Regions from separate parts of the Zea mays genome. Here region 2 is linked to region 1. The links are chromatin contacts, called in public Hi-C maps. All regions are on one chromosome and are shown on one strand. The core of a region is the stretch at or near the end of the contact, and the rest is flanking DNA. Distances in the headings are between cores, read along the strand shown. Region 1 holds the start of LOC100194293 (leunig-related7). Region 2 holds the start of LOC100276049.

The links. Hi-C and Micro-C count contacts between places; a contact is called where the count stands out from the background.
Region 2: a contact with region 1 is called in a Hi-C map of endosperm, with 2.3 times the contacts expected there. The contact joins the promoter of LOC100276049 here to the promoter of LOC100194293 in region 1. A contact is called at or near these places in 2 of 25 Hi-C or Micro-C datasets (ear and endosperm).

What each region holds. Positions count from the first base shown.
Region 1 is chr4:38,224,478-38,227,177 of Zm-B73-REFERENCE-NAM-5.0, reverse strand. It overlaps LOC100194293 (leunig-related7), which reads right to left and starts at 1,405. Exons shown (of 4, transcript NM_001139332.2): 1 at 1,123-1,405. The coding sequence starts at 1,386.
Region 2 is chr4:38,430,615-38,433,352 of Zm-B73-REFERENCE-NAM-5.0, reverse strand. LOC100276049 reads right to left here and starts at 1,319. Exons shown (of 7, transcript NM_001149934.3): 1 at 1,038-1,319; 2 at 696-944; 3 at 1-29. The coding sequence starts at 7.

The DNA.
Region 1 (2,700 bases), core at 156-2,655:
GCTATTAGTATAATCTCAGAGATAAGGGTACCATGTTGAAAATTATATACAGAAATAAATAATTGGCCCCAGCCCCGCTACAGATCTCACCCTGGCCTCGGACTGCACTCACTTGACAGAGGATAAAACACCCATTTGATACTCAGCAAAGGGAGTCATAGATTTCTGGTCGTTAACCTTCGTATCCAACTAGAATTATCTGATTGCTTGGCAGCGTATCCCACAGTGTAATCAAAGGCAGGACAAAAATTAGCTTGCGCACATCAAAGCGAAGCCATGGCAACACTATCTTGTGCCAGGCATCTCTGAATTAAAAGAACCTTGCTACAATGTAGCCAACCGTTGTAGTTGGAGAAACAACCAATGGGTTAGCTGTGATTACCTCTACTACCTGAACCAAAAAGTGGCAAGATGATCCGATTTCACCTAGTAATAGAAAATACTAAAAGGAGTGCGCAGAGCAAACTATTGATATGCCAATCAATATCAGCCAGCCTACGAAGCAGCCAAAAAAGTTCAGCAGCTATTCTAGTCGCAATACCTACAGGTGGTAAATTTATCACTGCAAGCACATTCGACATAGGGATGCATAAGTTGCAGTTTGGTTGTAAATTTAGTACAAACAAAAAGTGTGCATGCTTGGGTAAGCCAAAGTCTCCAACAACCCACTGAATCCTATCTTTGACCATGTCAGTACAGGATAAGGCACGCAAAAATCAACTCCCTAGCTTCCTTGCACACCAAAGATTCCACGCACAGGGGGCACGCATCCCTTCCCAACCGAAGCACAACTTGCAAATGGATCAACACAGAGTCATTCACGGCAATGGCAGATCCCCATCAGCAATCTACCTCTCCGCAACCCACTCCGGGCATCGGACAAGAACACGCAGCAGGCGGCGCCGTGGCACGCCCCCGATCACGGAATCGTTCGCCCCACCCAACCCAGCACCAGTTGTAGAGCAGAAGTTCGCTCGTCTGTTCATCGCACCTAGACAGGGCGGCGAGGGAGCCGGTCGCGGGCAGTAAACCGGTGCACGCAAATGGCCAAACCCCCCGCCCCACGCGGTGGACACCAAGCAGCGAGGGTTAGCAATCGGAGGGTAGAAGGAGGGACCTGACCTTCAGCCGGGAGTCCCGATCCCCGCTGATTCGCCGAGAAACCCCGAGAGGAGCCCCGAATCCGCGCCGAATCTCCAGGGAATCGCCCGCCCCGGCGGTCGGATTGGGTGGGGAAAGCGTCGAGGGGGAGAGGATGCGTAGGGAGGGAGGGAAGGATGGTGGTGTTTGGCTTGGGGGAGAGGGGAACCGACTGAATAGAAACGGGATTGGCACGGGGGTGCAGAGTGCAGACTGCAGACGTCCAGTCTGGGAGAAGAGGTTCATGGCCTCATGGTACTCTCGTCTGAACCATAGTTTCTAGAGCTTTTCGGCGGTTAGTTTTTTTATTTTAAAAAAGTAATAATAATTTTTAGTTGATATTCTTAGTTTTTTAAACTTAGACACTCTATTAGTTGTTAAAATTAGTTAAAAACATTTAAACAGTATAACTAATAATTTAGTTATTAGCTACTTTATTTAAAGACACCCTAGACACCTCCAGCTAATAATCTATCTAATTATTAGTTACGCTCTCAACTACTCATGAGTTATTAGTTGGTTTAGAGTACCTATTTGTTAATTGGATAATTCCAATAGCAATTTTTAGCTAGCTAGGTATTTTCTCTAGTACATTCAAATAGAACCTTAGAGAATGAGGCTTTTAATATTTTATATAAACTCAACTTTTTTAAGCTAAACAAAAGCTGGTTTAGGGTACATATTTGTAGTTTCATCGAAGCCAAACAGAAGCTGGTTGTTTGAGTTGTTCAAAAACTAAAACTAACAGGACCTTAAAATACTCATATTTTTCTCTTTTATTTAAAAGATAAGAAAAAAGTGTCTCGTGGTAAAAGGGAGAGGTTACTTCATTTCCAGTAACATCCGGGCCTATTGTTGTAATGTTTTTCTAGGTATAAAATGTGACTGTAATGCCATTTGCTAAAAAGCTCAAGTAGAAAGAGATAACTATGTCACTCACAGAAGGAAATATAATCTTGAGATATATTAGTTTATGCTTCAAACGTGAATAATTTCACTGGAAGAAAGGAGCTTTTATAAGGCAACAAGAACAATGTACAAGGAACTAGAGCATGCCAGACCCGAGCACATTTCAACAAAGTTAGTGTAAAAATCATTTTCTTTTCTTTGAATTAAAAACTAGAATAAGAGAAACATAATCTCAAAGTGTGGAAACCTTTTTTTTTTAAAAAAAGTACATCATGCATGCATCTATGTTCCTTCCATGGGATGAGAACGAGAGAGAATGCCACAATATAATTGAGGAAGAACATCGTTTACGTCACTGTTGCTAGCAAATATTCAGTACAATTTCGAATTTGGATCAGGATAGTTAGAGTTCGCAAAAAAAAACTTAGATCCTGCGCTCTACCCAAGAAGCTTGTCAATCACCTGTTAGAATTATAGGCATTTTCCATATCATTTTAATTCCATAAATTAACATTATGATGATGACATATAAAAGATAATTAACCATATAAATCGTGATCTCAAATATATCCATAACAATATGGATCATGGGAACACAAAGCATATGAAGCATATAAAACATATAAATATAATAAGCATGTAAACTGACTG
Region 2 (2,738 bases), core at 70-2,569, 210 kb before region 1:
CCGGCATGGTTCTCCTCAACCCAGCAAAACTTGTGGGCAAAAAAAGTTAAGTCAGTAAAACTTGGGGGGGGGGGGGGGAGCATGCATCCAACCATTGGTTGGACCCATGATTTTAACCTAGGGTATGTATATGCCTAGCATAATATAGAATACAATGTAACAACCATAAATCCTACAGATGGTTCAATATAATACCTTAGATTCAACAATCAACAAAGAAATGTCAAACTTGCATAAATTATACTATAATATTTTTACACTTACACAGCTTCAAAAAATATATTTTTACACTTACAAACTCCTTGAAATTTGACTATAACGTTGTTTCTATTTCTGGTAGTACTTGTGACATTCTACGAAAACAGAATTTAGGAAGGAAGGAATGCAATTCAATTGGACACTAGTACTTTTTATTGTTGAGAAAACTAGGGGCTGAATTTGTTCGGTAGAACTTTCATCAGCTAATCACTAATAAGTCACTGCTCACTACAGAAGGCCAGAATCCAGTATTTACGCAAGGAACGGGAACAGCACATTTTCATATCATTCAGAAACAGACGTTTCAGTCCTTCACACACAAATCTGTTGACATTTCAGGTGAAGAATCATGCAATGCTGCCACGTCATATTAACAATAATTTTGAAAGCTACATTCAAAATCCCTAACCTTAAGACGGAAGTAGGCAGGCACTCACCAGGAGTCCAGGAGCCAGTTGGCAAGGGGTCAACTGCCGGCCTGTCGAGCTCCGCTGGAGCCTGGAGGCGCGTCCCGCGCTGGGAGAGGTGACGTTCCACTGGACGCAGCCCGCACAGCGAAAGGCGTCCGCAGCCGCAAGGCGTCGGGCAGTCCGAGAGATGCAGATCGGGAGTCAGCGGGCCTGGGCAACTCTACGGCGGCGCGTCGTCTTCGCGCAGAGGCAGCTGGCGGCGGCACGTCGTCGTACCTGGCTCGGGGAGAGGGAGAACGGGCGAAGAGGCGTGAGTCGGGGGGTCGACGCAAACGGCTTGAGAGTTGAGAGTTGAGAGTGGAGAGTTACTAGGGCTGGCAGCTGGCTATTGCCTCTTTGGGGCTTTCTTTATCGAGATTGGGTGCTCAAAATCTGACTATTTAAGCCTATTTTAGGCTAAAATGGACGCCAGGCAGGCCCCAGGTGAGGTCCGGGGAACCGAGCAGCGCCTCTCGTCAAGGAAATTGGGTGGGAGGAGGCCTTGCCGGCGACGAGAAAGGACACGACCTGGCAGCGGCGATCGGATGGCGCGCAACAAGAAGAGGACGAAAGAGAAGACGAAAAGCCCGAAACCCTACTCTGGGCTCGGGCTGGGCTTCGGCTGGTTCGACCGGTCCGGTTGTCCCGGTTTTGGTGCTATCTGCCGTGCCAGTTTGCCACTGTGCCAGTGCACGCGAGTGTGACAGATCATCTTTTTTCTAGTGTGAAACAATTGCTCAATGAACATCGTATACATAGAGGTTTTTTGTGCAATCGTTTCACAAAATTTAATTTTTGTGGTTAGATCGTTTCTCAAAGTGTGAAACCTCTATGCAATCGTTTCATAACAAAGAGAAACTTATGAAACGATTGCTCAAGTATTTAAATTTAATATTAATGAACAAGGAAATGTGCAAGAAGTATATTGTCTGTTTGGTCGGAGGACACGACCGTGCACCTGCAGCCGCGTAGTCTCAAAGCAGGTGACGTTTGGTTGGTTTCTCATCACATACAGGTTGAATAGATACAAAACGAGGGGCAGCAGATGGGTATCTCTACGCAAGCAGGCGCTGCCCATGCAACTGCATGTATTTGCACGCAAACAAGAAAGCTTTAAAGGTTGTTTTTTATTATATTTTCTAATTAAAATATTTACTCGTCAAATCAATTTCATATTCATGTTTCTCAAAATTTTACGAACAAAACTAGACTATACTATACGTGTTGTATAATATTTGAAAAAAATATTTATGCACTCTTCTTTTATACATGTTCTGATGCAGATTACCAAACACAAACTGTATTTATCTTGAATGTACTAATATAAACAACCAAACAAGAGACTATGTATAGATAGAGTATGTGCCCAAGATATCTGGCTCCTCACGTATAGGCCATGCTACCACCATTCAACAACCAAACAGACGCTTGAGCAATCGTTTCATACTTCTCTTCTTGCTCAAAAGATAGAATTCTGTTTAGGTAACTAACGTAAGTAAGGTGTGACATGATATTTTTCATAAATCTATCTATGTATCTATTGTTATTTTTTTATTGCTTCCACTTGTTGGGGACTTGTTCTCAAATGCTATGAGTTAAGAACAAGGCAACACAGAAAATGTTAATCGTTAAAGCCCTTCGTCCTTCGAAACATTATTTCCCTTAGGGTATAATGGTTTTCTGACGAAGGTTATGAAGGATATACCTTCATAAATTCATTAAATAATGACGAAGGATGAAATGTAAGAAATATAAATGACAACATGAGCAATTATGCATTATTATTAAGCATAAACGGAAATGTCGTTGAATTACAAGTATACCTTCAACTGGAAGGAGATGATAGTACAAGCGTGACGCAAAAAGCGAATGCCAAGTCAGCGTGAACAATACAGGGGTACTGTTCACCTATTTATAGGCGCGGGACACAACCCATACAAAATTACATTCATGCCCTTTACACTTGATAATAACTCTATAGTAATCTGTCGAGGTCTAAATAGTCTTTTTATCTTTAAGTCGGTTTCCCCT